3 separate regions of the Mus musculus genome follow, and all the other regions are linked to region 3. The links are chromatin contacts, called in public HiChIP or PLAC-seq and promoter capture Hi-C maps. All regions are on one chromosome and are shown on one strand. Each heading gives the region's core, a stretch centred on a gene start, on an enhancer-like site or on the middle of the called end of the contact. The rest is flanking DNA. Distances are from core to core; before and after follow the strand shown. Region 1 holds the start of P4ha3 (procollagen-proline, 2-oxoglutarate 4-dioxygenase (proline 4-hydroxylase), alpha polypeptide III). Region 2 holds the start of Relt (RELT tumor necrosis factor receptor). Region 3 overlaps Mrpl48 (mitochondrial ribosomal protein L48).

The links. Promoter capture Hi-C pulls out the DNA fragments that hold promoters and counts their contacts. HiChIP or PLAC-seq counts read pairs in DNA pulled down with a chosen protein or histone mark.
Region 1: a promoter capture Hi-C map of embryonic stem cells shows a contact between it and region 3, with 2.1 times the contacts expected there. The contact joins the promoter of P4ha3 here to the enhancer-like site in region 3. A contact is called at or near these places in 3 of 39 promoter capture datasets (the 3T3-L1 cell line, embryonic stem cells and hematopoietic stem and progenitor cells), 1 of 484 Hi-C or Micro-C datasets (uterus) and 1 of 115 datasets of contacts at active chromatin or transcription factors (pancreatic cancer cells).
Region 2: a contact with region 3 is called in an H3K27ac HiChIP or PLAC-seq map of extraembryonic endoderm stem cells, with 2.1 times the contacts expected there. The contact joins the promoter of Relt here to the enhancer-like site in region 3. A contact is called at or near these places in 6 of 39 promoter capture datasets (cranial neural crest, embryonic stem cells, fetal liver and 2 more), 1 of 484 Hi-C or Micro-C datasets (CD4 T cells), 6 of 115 datasets of contacts at active chromatin or transcription factors (VIP interneurons, embryonic basal ganglia, embryonic midbrain and 3 more) and 3 of 9 other capture datasets (adipose tissue, liver and pancreatic islet).

The regions. Positions count from the first base shown.
Region 1 is chr7:100,282,882-100,286,994 of GRCm38.p6, reverse strand. It overlaps P4ha3 (procollagen-proline, 2-oxoglutarate 4-dioxygenase (proline 4-hydroxylase), alpha polypeptide III), which reads right to left and starts at 1,475. Exons shown (of 13, transcript NM_177161.4): 1 at 1,269-1,475. The coding sequence starts at 1,462.
Region 2 is chr7:100,861,389-100,865,054 of GRCm38.p6, reverse strand. It overlaps Relt (RELT tumor necrosis factor receptor), which reads left to right and starts at 1,642. Exons shown (of 11, transcript NM_177073.6): 1 at 1,642-1,761.
Region 3 is chr7:100,552,717-100,556,934 of GRCm38.p6, reverse strand. The region is part of intron 5 of Mrpl48 (mitochondrial ribosomal protein L48); the gene reads left to right. Among named protein-coding and RNA genes, the nearest start is that of Gm39059, 11 kb to the right of the region's middle. Within about 2 kb of position 1,459, at least 163 of the 459 cell types and tissues checked have an H3K27ac peak or open chromatin away from gene starts, as enhancers often do. A contact at or near this core is called in VIP interneurons, embryonic basal ganglia, embryonic stem cells and 3 more, where this site is marked.

The DNA of each region.
Region 1 (4,113 bases), core at 226-2,725, 270 kb after region 3:
AGCCTGTTTTTCTTAGTGTAAGAATGTAATCTGCAGGTTTTTTTTTTTTAACAAACCAATTTGATACTGCAACTCAAACAAATGCGTGTCTAACTACAAGCCATCAGTTGCCACCAATGGCATTTGAAGAGCAGACTGCAGGATTAAGCCAACCCTTACGAAACTGGCTGTCCTTCATGACCATTTCTTATAAACATTTGTGGGAGTGGAGCAGGGCGGGTTGGCATGGGAATGGATTTGAAATTTAAAGTTACTGGAAATCAAATGATGTGCTTCTGCTCTGTCTAGACAAGTTTGTAAGATCAATTGGATTTATGTGGAAACAACTGTGCCTTATAGTCCGTGGGCTTCTCAGTGTCCAAAGCAAAGAAGGCACAAGACATGTTGGTATCATATGCAAGCATTCCTTTTTCATCTTGGACACTGATTAGTGCTCTAAGTCCCACACTTTACAACAGTTTACCTTCCAGGATCTAACTCTACTTTGCTGACTGCATAAAAAATAATGTTGGCTGTGTGTTTGTGCACACTACTCCCAGTATTACCCCGTGTGAAGTAGTTTTTCACAGTGTTTTCTTTGGAGTCAGACATTTTCACATACATACAACCTCTCAGCTACTACTTACATTCAGAGAACTTTTACCCATGGAAAAAGAAATAAGAGCTATAATGGTCACCACAGCATTCTACTGTGTCAGCAGTAACTTGACAAGAAGTCCAAGGTCATTTGCTGCTTGACACAGTATTTGTGAGATCCAACTGGACTCTAGAATCTCCATGCTACCTACACTTTTTCACAGTGTATCAACTTGGACATGTGAAGGTGGATGGGGGGTGGTGTCACACCCCGGGGTGTGTGTTTGTGTGTGACAGAGACAGAGAGTGAGAGACAGAGAGACAGGGAGAGACAGAGAAACAGAAAGAGACAGAGACACGGACAAACACACATACATACAGACACATAGACACAGAGAGAGACAGAGACCGGAACAGAGAGACAGAGACACACACACAAAGAGGCAGAGAGACAGGCACAGAGACAAAGAGACAGACACAGACAGACAGACAGACAGACACAGAGAGTGAGAGAGAGGGAGAGAGAGAGAGAGAGAGAGAGAGAGAGAGAGAGTGACACAGAACTCCTCATTCCCCTTCAAAGTGTCTCAGGGTCCCCACCACATGACAGTTGGGTCTGGAAGTCACTTTGGGCCTCAGTTACTCCTCACCCTCAGTCGCTGAGCATCCCGGCTCCCTGGAGACGCCCTCACCTGGTCAAGTCGCGCAGCCGCGCCTCCTCGCCGCGCAGGTAGCGCCTCAGTGTCCCCAGCAGCCTGCGCTCGGGCGCCAGGGCGCGCGCCACGCTGGTCAGCGCGGAGAACGTGTCCTCCCGCCCCGTGGCCGCCGCGGGGTCTCCCCCGAGCGCCAGCAGCGCCAGCAGAGCCAGCCGCGCCCCTGGGCCCATCGCAGGGTCGCGCGTCCCTCCGCGCTCTCGCCCGGCGCCGCCCCGGCCCGCCCGCCCGCCCGCAGCCTTCCGTCGCCCGCCCTTGGCCGCCTCCGTCCCCTCAGCACTGAATTCCTTAGTGCCTGGCCCGCCGCTAACTCCACACTGATTCCACCGTGCCTGTCACATTTGGGGGAACTGAGGCGAGCGCGGGTGAGCAGTGATTTCTCTAGTTACAGCCGTGCTGAGCCATCATCCAAATTCCTCCTGTGGGACAGGGGAGGACACAAAAACCTCTGGATTATGAGGGGAACTCCAAAGGGTGACACAGCATGGTGACAGAAGTGCAGGTGGCTGGGGCAGAGGGGTAAAGTCTTCACAGAGGACAGGACCTCAGGTGATCTTGAAAGATGGCTAGGACTTACAGAAGCTGAAACTCTAGGATCGAGTCACTACAGAGTCACACAAAAATACCATCATTATATTCTACTAGGCTGCTTGTTTCTTTCACCCCGCTATCCCTTTTGCCCAGCAATGTTTATTCATTTACTCATTCATTTAAGTGTTCAGTAACATCTGTGCTATAGTAGGTGCAGATGCAGCCCGCTGCTCATAAAGGGAAATGGAAATGTAAACCACCATAAAAACACAAAATGGGCAACCACAGGCTGTGTGCAATGGGTGAGGACCTCATCCCCAAAGAGGGGCTTCCCCTGGCATGCTTTGATGGGGAGAGAGCTTCACAGAGTCAATGTGTGTAGTTCTAACAGTATCTTGACTTTAGGCCATCCTGGATTATCCTGGTGAGCTCAACGCAGTTGCCAAGGTCCTTTTAAAAAGGCAAAGAAAAAGCCGGGCGGTGGTGGCCCACGCCTTTAATCCCAGCACTTGGGAGGCAGAGAAACCCTGTCTCGAAAAACAAACAAACAAACGGCAAAGAAAGATACAGGACAATAACAGCCAAATCAGAGACTTGATGATGCTGTGTTGCGACTTTGAAAATGGATAAACGGTCTGTGAGTAACAGGTTGTAGGTAGCTTCTAGAAGGTTGAGAAGGCTGGGGGACAGATCTTTCCTAGTCTGCAGGAAGAACAGATCTGCCAATACCTTGATTTTATCTCGTGACACCTATTCGTTACGGTTTGAATTTGAAATGAACCTCACAGTTTCATCCTCTTGAATACTTGGTAAAAACCAAGCTATGGAGCTTTGGGGAAGTAGGGCTTACATACTCCACTAGGTTCACTAAGGCTTCACTGCTGGCCAGAGCCATCAGGTTTCTGTCTGCTGGATGTGAGCACCGGCCACATATGCTAGCCACCAGACGGGGCAAGACCTGCCAACACACCTTCCTTTTCATGATGGGCTCCAGGAGTCAAAGAAATCTTTTCTCTGTTACAGTGTGTCTGTCAGATATCTGGTCACAGTGCTGAAAAAGTCTAATACATCGGTTCAGACTTCTGAATTCTGAGGCAGTAGGATAAAAAAATCTGGGTTATTATAAGCCCCAGAGTTTGTGATAACTTGTCTAAGCAATAGGAAACTTGGGCGGGTGAGAAGGCCAGCAGCTAAGAGTGCATACACACTGCTCTTACTGAAGGCCTGAGCTGAGTTTTCCCCATCCACGTCCATATAGGGTGTTACATAAATTATTGTATGTTAAACCAACCTCAAATGCCTAATGTAAATCCTCTTAGGTCACAATGCACATTCACATTAATATGTTGCTGGATTTTGTTTGTTGATATTTTGTTGTAACATTTTTGTATCTTTATTATAAGAGAAGGTAGCCCATAGTTTTCTCGAATTATTTTTGTCTGGTCTTTATATCAATGTAAAACTAATTTCAGAGATCACAGTGGGAATTGTTCCCTCCTTTCCTACAGTTTAGAAGAATCTGGAAAGGATTGAAATTTGTTCTTCTTTGAGTAGCTTGAAGAATTCACCATTAAAGTCAGTTAATTCTAAGCTTTCTTTTGGGAGATGTTTTGGTTCTTGATTCAGTCTCCATAGCAACTGTTTTAGAGCAGGCTGCATGGCAATGGAGTCTCTTAATGTTCTTTCCTCTAGGATTGCTTTATTGCTGAGGCTTGTCTCCCTGGCTATAAAATTTCACGTTCACATTGCTTTCCTTCTGGCACCTTAACGTTCTCTGTCCTCTGTGGAAAATGCCCAGCTCCTTCAGTCACTCTGGTAACGTTCTCTCTAGCTAGTTTCAAAGAGTTTTCTGTCATATTTCCTTTGCTTTTATCTTTCAGCAGTTTAATGCTAGGCATCGAATTCTTTGAGTTTGTCCTTTTTAGAGGTCACTTAAATGTCTTGCTTCTGTAAGTTGTGACTTTTATCAAATTTGAGAACTGGTCCTACTTTTTTTTTTTTTTCCTGAATTGTCTTGAATTTTTTGAATGCAGAAATCTGGTACTTCCTATCAGGTCTTTGAGGCTCGGGTTATTTTTAAAGTGATTTTTCTCTCATTCACATTACACACTTTCTGTGGATCTGTGTTTAAATATGCCAACTCCTCTGTCACCTCAATTCTGCAATCAGTCTTAGCATTTCTATTTGGTTTGTCCTCTTGTCTTCTGTCTTTCTCAGCTTTCTCTTCATTTCAAGCATGCTCACCCGGGCTTCCTAGAGCATCGTCTAACATTGTTTTCAACACCTTCAACAT
Region 2 (3,666 bases), core at 393-2,892, 310 kb before region 3:
AACTCTCCCCTCCCTCTCGTCTCTCAGGTGTCCAGTTCTCCTCCTGGAATTTCCCAGGCTCTGGGGACCTGACCTTTCCTTTCCTTTCCTTTCCTTTCCTTTCCTTTCCTTTCCTTTCCTTTCCTTTCCTTTCCTTTCCTTTCCTTTCTGTGGCTCAAATTCTATGACTTAATTTGTTTACCAGCCCACCCATTCCCAACAGACATATTTACTTCCTCAACCTCTTCCGTGAGCTGTGATTATCCTGATTCCAGCCAGGCCTCTGTCTCCCGCACTGGGCTCCTCTGTGCTGTCCGAGTTTCATCTCATCCTGCTCTCCTGGCCACCTTAGATTCTTTGAATGATGCTGGGGGAGTGGGAAGGTAACGGAAGAGAAGGCTGTGGGAGCTGAGATGTGCTACTGCTAGTGCCACCGCACCACTACTGCTACTACCACCGCACCATACCACACACGGGCCCAGTTTATAACCATTGCAAGAGTGCAATGGTTACTTACTGCCTGGCTTCTACAACGATGTCTCATAGTGTTGGTCACTCTTTTTGTGTTTGCTTGCTTGTGAAACAATGTCTCCATATGTAGCCCAGGCTGGCTTGGAACTCAGGAGCTTCCTGCCTCTGCCTCCCAAATCCTGGCCTCCCAGTCCGTTACTTCTCCTGTCCTCCACTGGACACTGCGATGGCTGGCATTGGTGATAGAAGAGTGGGACCGCTGGTGTTAGGGGAGAGGATTGTCATTGTCATACCTACTTGGGGGAGGAACCAGCTACCCTGAAGGAAGGGGTATTTAGGCCAGGTTCCAAAGGAATTCACCAGGTGAGCATTCCTTATAGTCTCTCTTATTAGCTAGGTGGGGGATTCTAGAAACCAGCTTGGGTCTCATCCAAGACACTGAGGGTGCTCTTACCCACAACCAATTCCAAAGACTATTCCCAGGCAGTGGCAGCTGTGGCCCTAGTTACACAGGCAATGGTGACAGGATCTGAGTAGCATTCATGTCTCAAGCACCTTTTCGCTGCATCACACAAGCCCAGATTTCTTGGTTCGGAGCACACACACACACACACACACACACACACACACGCCCGCACGCGCGCGCGCACACACACACACACACCACACACACACACACACACACACACACGCCCGCACGCGCGCGCACACACACACACACACACACCACACATACACACACACACACACACACACACACACACACACACACACACACACGGCCGCGCCTCCCTGATGCGCCCCAAGGGATGCATGCGCACACACACACACACACACACCACACATACACACACACACACACACACACACACACACACACACACACACACACACACACACACACACACACACACACACACACACACACACACACACACACACACACACACACACACACACGGCCGCGCCTCCCTGATGCGCCCCAAGGGATGCATCTGAAGAACATCCTAGTCGTAGCCCCTGCAGTTCCTAGGAGGCTCAAGAGGTGGCGATGCGGAGCAGCGTGGCCTGGCGGGAGAATCGTGAGCCCTTGGCCCGCAGAGGGGCTCGGGGTTAGGGGCCGCAAGTCGGAGCTCTGACGTCGGGGGCGGGGCCAGAAGCCGTGACGCGAGGGGAGGGGCCGCGCAGCTTCCCGGCCAGGCCGGCGATTCATTCAAAAGGCGCGCAGGCTGCGCGGCCGGCCCCGAGCGCTCGCCTAGCGGGGCCCCGGCGCCGCGTCGGACGCTGAGCGAAGCTGGTGCTGCGGGCCAGGTAAGGAGGGTGCGCACGGCCCTCAGCCCCGCTCCGCTGCTCCGAGGAAGTTCTCCTGAGCGGCGGATGCGTCAGCCCCGCTCTCCTGCCCAGTCCCGTCCCATCCTGGTGCTGTCTACGCGTCCCGGAGCCCCCGGGCTGCGCGTCCTCCCGGCACCGCGCGCGGCGCAGTCTGTCAGAAGGTGCGCGAGAGGAAGCAGCGGAACTTGGCGTGCAAGGGGTCGGGGGAGCCCGGGAAACTTGGACTGACACCAAAGGCCGGCTGCGGGACGGGACGGCGGCGCCTCGGTGCGGCTGCAGCGCGGGGCGGCCGGGAAGGGGGGGGGTGTTCTGAACGGTGTCAGCCAGTGACTGTGGGTGACACGGCGCATGAGGCGGCCTGGCCCGGGCGAACGTGTGGCTGGGACACTGGGCGGTGACGCCGAGCCTAGCGGGCGACACAGAGGGGCTCTGTGTGTGAGGCAGGCAGAGTGTGTGTGATTGTGTATGTGAGAGACCCCAGGTCACTGGGGTCACTGTGTGTGGCCGGCCTGTAGTGTGACCCGGGCTAGTTGTGAGTATAAGGTAGAACAGAGGAACCCTAAATAACTTAAGCAAGCCCTGAATCACGGGGTCATAGGGTGCATGTGGGACGGGGTGGGGGGGGAGGGAGGAGAGAGAGAGAGAGAGAGAGAGAGAGAGAGAGAGAGAGAGAGAGAGAGAGAGACTGTCTGCCTGCCTGCCTGCCTAGGATAGAGTAAGACAAGGAGGAACCTGACACCTTCCAGTGTTTGAGGGGCCAAGGAAGATCAGGAGTCTAGGGAATAAAGATCTCTCTCCAAGACACCCTTAGAGTTCAGTTTAGTGAGTTTGCACGCAGACATGACCTAGCAGAGGAAGCCAGAATTGGGTGGGCTAGCCCCTCTGGCACAGAGAAGACCTGAGGTGGTCTCAGTCTCCACTCCACTCCACGCTCACACACACACACACACACACACACACACACACACACACACACTGAAGTCCCCAACATCTAGCAAGGCACTGTGTATTCTGTTTTGTGATCAGATCTACCCCTGCTAAGCCTCAGTCTCCCAGTCTGCAGAGAGGTGTGAATAGCCTGTGAATCATCACTTTGGGATCCTCTATTGTTTTTGGGTCAGTCTTCTCCATTCTCCTCTCCCCTCCAGACAGAAAGACTGCAGTGGGGGTGGGGGCAGGCGTCTGCTTGTGACACAATGGAGTGGTCCAAGGTTCCCATGTGTTGGTGAACAGTTGGAAACAGTCTTGCTCACAGTTGGTCAAGAAGATGTCAGGCTCCCACTCAAAAGCCACTGGCCCTTTAGATACTGAAACCTCAATCCAAAGACACTTCTCTACCCAGGTCTCCTTTTTCAGCCCCCTGGTTGGAAAGAGAGGGAATATTTGTTCTCCGGCAATGAATGGTCTGTTCTGATCTGGTCTTGGAGTTCTTGCTTGGTCTCTGGAAAAGGCCATTCTGAGACTCCTGCTCCCACAAGAGGGGCAGTGCCTCAATTTATGTAGAATGGGTGGCATCTGGGCTCCCTAGCTCCAGAGGTGGCAGTAGCGATGGGGTACCACATCTGATAGAAGTAGTATGTGGAGGGTCTGTTTTTGGTGACCCTCTGGAAGGGGGGCTTGACATTGGGGTGGGGGACAGTGACAGGCTTTCCTTTAAACACTTCATAATGTGCTGTTTTGTTGAATCCTTACAGCGGTTCTAAGATGTGGTGACTCTTAGAGGAACTGAGGCCCAGAGAACCACAGTGGCTTGTCCAAGGTCACATAGACTCAGGACAGTGCCAGGACTGGGATTCAAGCCTGCCTGTGAGGTGCTTGGAGAGGATCACCACTTTCCTGGTAGTTGCTCTTGGCATATCTGAGCTCCCATCTATCAGACTTGGG
Region 3 (4,218 bases), core at 210-2,709:
ACACTTTGCTCCTTTCTGTTGCTCAGTAGCATCTCATTATAAAATGTGCTTCAGTTCCCATTTGCTAATTGAAGGGTATTTATGCTTCTAATTTTTGGCAATTATAAATAAAGCCACTACAAATAGGTATGAGTTTCTGTGAGAACAAAGTTTTCATTTCTATGTAAGACTGTGATTTATGGTCAAATGGTAAATATGGCACAGTTTGAATGTGTAGGAGACTCTGCAAACGTCTTACCAGTGGCTGTACACCTCCTCCCTCACAGCAAAGCATGAATTCATATGCTTATACAGCTCACATTTCTTCTTAAAAGTAATTTTTTAAGTGAGATGGTTTTTTAAAAGGGTAAATAACAGCTCAGGTAGTTTGTCATGATAGCAAGATTATAGGTAGATGCATAGCATGTGAACATACAAAAATGACCATTTCTTTTTTAATATTAACACATTCCCATTTTACACACCAGGAAACCAAAGATCTGAAAGACTGAAGTCTTTCCTTCCCCTCTTCTCACCCCTCCCACCCTCTTTTCCTTTCTTCTTCTCTTTATTTTGAGATAGGGTTTTATGTAGCCCAGGCTGGCCTTGAACTCACTATGTAGCTGAGGCTGATCCTCCTGCTTCCCTCTCCAGGTCCTGGGATTAATGGCTCATACCCCCATGGTTTAGTTAATTCCGTGCTAGGAATTGAACCCCAGGCTTCCTGCTTGCTAGGCAAGTACTCTAGCAACTAAGCTTTATCTTCAATCCAGCCCTGATTTTTTCTTAGGTTCCATCTTGTTTATTATTTCTCCAAGAAAGCTTATTAATAAGTTAAATCCTTCTGTAATATATTCCGGAGAAATAAAGGATATACAAATTCCTTTTCTTTACGTGCATTTTTTTTATCCTTAGACTTATTTTCTATGATTTTCCAGATTATGTTCTGTATTATGTTAAATTCTATAAGGCAGGGGCTGCTTCTGTCTCCTCAGTGGCCCAGCCCCAGGCCCTGGCCTGGTCTGCAGTGCATTCTAGGCGCGGAGTAAATGGCGGTTGATTTGGATTGTGCCCCAGCCCTCATGGCCATGCTTCCTAGCACAGCGGGATGAATGGCACCCTGGTTTCTGCTTCTCTCTTGGCTCCTCGCTGCAAATAGCTCAGCATAAAGAGCTGTTTGTTTTCACCCAATCTCTGCACTGGCTGACTGAGCTTTGCCAACTGTTGTATCACTGCACATTCACGTTGCCCAGCTTTTCGGAGATGAATTTGTTTTCTCATGGTTTTCATTTAATTTTTCCTCTGGAGTGGGGATGGAGCTCTGAGGGTACTACTGTCTGTGACCTTGAGTTGGAATTGGGCTGCAAGCGCAGCTCGCAGCTCGCCAGGTTTTGTTCTGCACGGGGTCTGGAATGCGCAGCTGCTGCTCCTGCGGCAGAGCAGAGCAGAGAGGAGGCCTCTCTCCTGATTTGCCTGCTTCCCTTTGCTAAGCAGCTGCCTAGGGGGACAGAAATGACACTCAGCTGACCAGCCTGTGTTCATGGAGAATGTACCAGTGAACATCATTAGCTCTGAGGCAACTCATCTTTCCTCTTTTAAAAAAAATCTACTTTCAAAAAAGAATTTTTTTTTTTTTTTTAGAATAGCTTTGTGTGTTTCTGGATAATTTTGGTTTTGTTTTGGCAGCACCAAGCTTTGAGTGTGAGCCTTGTGCATGCTCAGCAGGCCTCTCCCCAACCCCGGCTTTCCCCTGGTATTTACTGTGCTAGGGGTGGAGCCCAGAGCCTTATCTGAAGTCCAAAGAGCGCATTGACAACTGGGTTGACTCTTCAAATAGTTTGGTTTTTTTCTCTTTTCCCTTTTGTGTCTCTGCTGTTTGATCCGATTTTATTCATTGCAGGAAAACTGGAAAGTGCAGAGAATGCAGATGAGTGAACAGAAAGGACCTGTACTTAAGGACTTAAAGGCGTATGCTACTTTGGAAGGGCCCGTTTCCTCAGTGTTTACTTACTTATTTATCCATTTAAAGTTAGTATATATCCAAAATGGCCTTGGACAATCTAATCATTCTGCCTCTACCTCCCAATACTGCTGGTATTACAGGGTTGTGTGTGTGTGTGTGTGTGTGTGTAGGCCAGACGTCTTCCTCAGTTGATCTCTACCTCATTTTATTTGTTTGCTTGTTTTGGGGGTTTCGAGTCAAAGTTTCTCTATGTAGCCATGGGATTGAAGTTGTGTACCACCACTGCCTAGCTCCTAAGTATATTTTTAAAAATTATTTTCTTTTGTATGTATGACTGTTTTACCTGAGTGTGAACCACATGCATGCCTGGTGCCTGGTGAGTCCAGAAGAGGACATTGGAGCTCCTGGAATTGGAGCTACACATGGTTATGAGTTGCCGAGTGGGTGCTGGGACTCAAGCCTGGCTTCCCTGGAAGAACAGCTAGTGCTCTTAACTGCTGAACCATTTCTCCAGCATCCTAAGTACATTTTTATGTCCTGTTAAATCACTACTTCACCCATGAAGCCATCCCTGGACCCCCTTTTCTCTGAGATATTTGACACTCTTTGAAGGCACAGACTTCATTTGTCCCTAGAATGCCTAGGGCAGAGCAGGCTATTAATAATTTTTTATGGTTACATTTATTTATGTGTATGTGTGTGCATACGTGCATGTGCCCAGCACAGCTGGAGGTGAGAGGACAGCTGTGGGAGTCAGTTCTCTCCTTCCACCATGTAGGTCCCAGGGATTGAACTTAGATGGTCAGGCTTGGTGCCTGGTACCTTTATCCACAGAGCCATCTTACAGGCTTACAATGTTTTGCATTGCAATGTAAATGGCATGGTTAGTGGCCATTCTAGCCAGTCAGTCTTCCCTGCAGACTGCTCAGAGGGTAGGTAGCCTCTCATACTCTCTACTGCTAACAAACTCCCACAGAGTTATTTTATGTGACCTTTCATAAAGAGTCTATGGTTGTGTCCCCACTTTTAAATATTATGGATTGATTACCATATTTGTATGGAAAGAGGCAATCCGAGATTGTGCTGGGGTGGTCCGAGCTGCTGTTTGGAGCAGGTACCTCAAGGAGTCCACAGTACTCAGGAATTCACAACCATTTGTCAGAGCACAGGAAACTGCTTTTGAGGGTGTAGGATGGCAGGCAAGTTGCTGTGTAGTCTCAATCATGGCTGCAAACCTGTGACAAGGCATGTTCTTCTCACTCCCTAGCTGAGAGACAGACACACAGAAAGAGGGCTGGATTGACCTGGGAGTCAGGCAGGGAGTAAGGGCGGGACTGGTCTTAAATCTGGGACCATCAGGTTTCTGTTCCGATTTTGGTCACACTAAGTGTCCTTCTGTAGAGGTCCATCCATAGAGACCATTTGATGAAACTGTGGGACGTAGAACATTGGGGGTTCTATTGTCAATATTAGTATTTCATTCTCTTCAATTTGATGAACTTTTTGGTGAGAGGAATACAGTATTAATACCGTACTTCCTGCTAAAACATTAGTTTATTTTTACCACCACACCTGATCCTCAGTGTCCTCACAGAGGCTCAGATTGTAATTTCATTTACTTACGAAGCTCAGGGGGAGAGGTATCTCACCAAAGCACGGATTGCTGGTAAATGGGAGACTCCAGACACACTGCTCTTTTCCCTGTAGAACTTGGCCTACGGAAGCTAATAGAGTGAGCACAGACTTGGCAGTAGTGATTTCCAACCGAGGTGACTGCCAATCATTCTGTCCCGCGCCGGGGCGGGGGGGGGGGGGGGGTGGGGTCCTGGTGACATTCAATGGATACAGGCAGGAATACACACACAGACCAGTACCCACAGTAAGAAGTGCCCGGTCTGGAGTGTTACTAGTGCTGACCTTGAGAGAAACTTCCAGAACTGGTTAGGTATGCCCTCTTATTTCTCCAGAAAAAGGAAGTGGCCAAGGCTTCCCTCTAAAGCCTGCCTAAGTGCTGGGCTGGATTCCTTTAGAATTGGCTCCTTTTTAGTAGCACCAAATAGATATTATCAGCAGGTTACACTTAGGGAATTGTGTCAGGCAAGTGTGGCTGGGGACATAGAAAGGCACTGAGCACAGTGTGTCCCCTCAGAGTTTAGAGATATCCTGGAGGAGATAAAGGGTGCCTGCTTACTTAACACTGGCGGCAGGTAAGCATCCTCATGGAGTAATGGCTGTACTCACCGATGACCCTGGTTAAAGTGGTGCTGCTGGCTTGA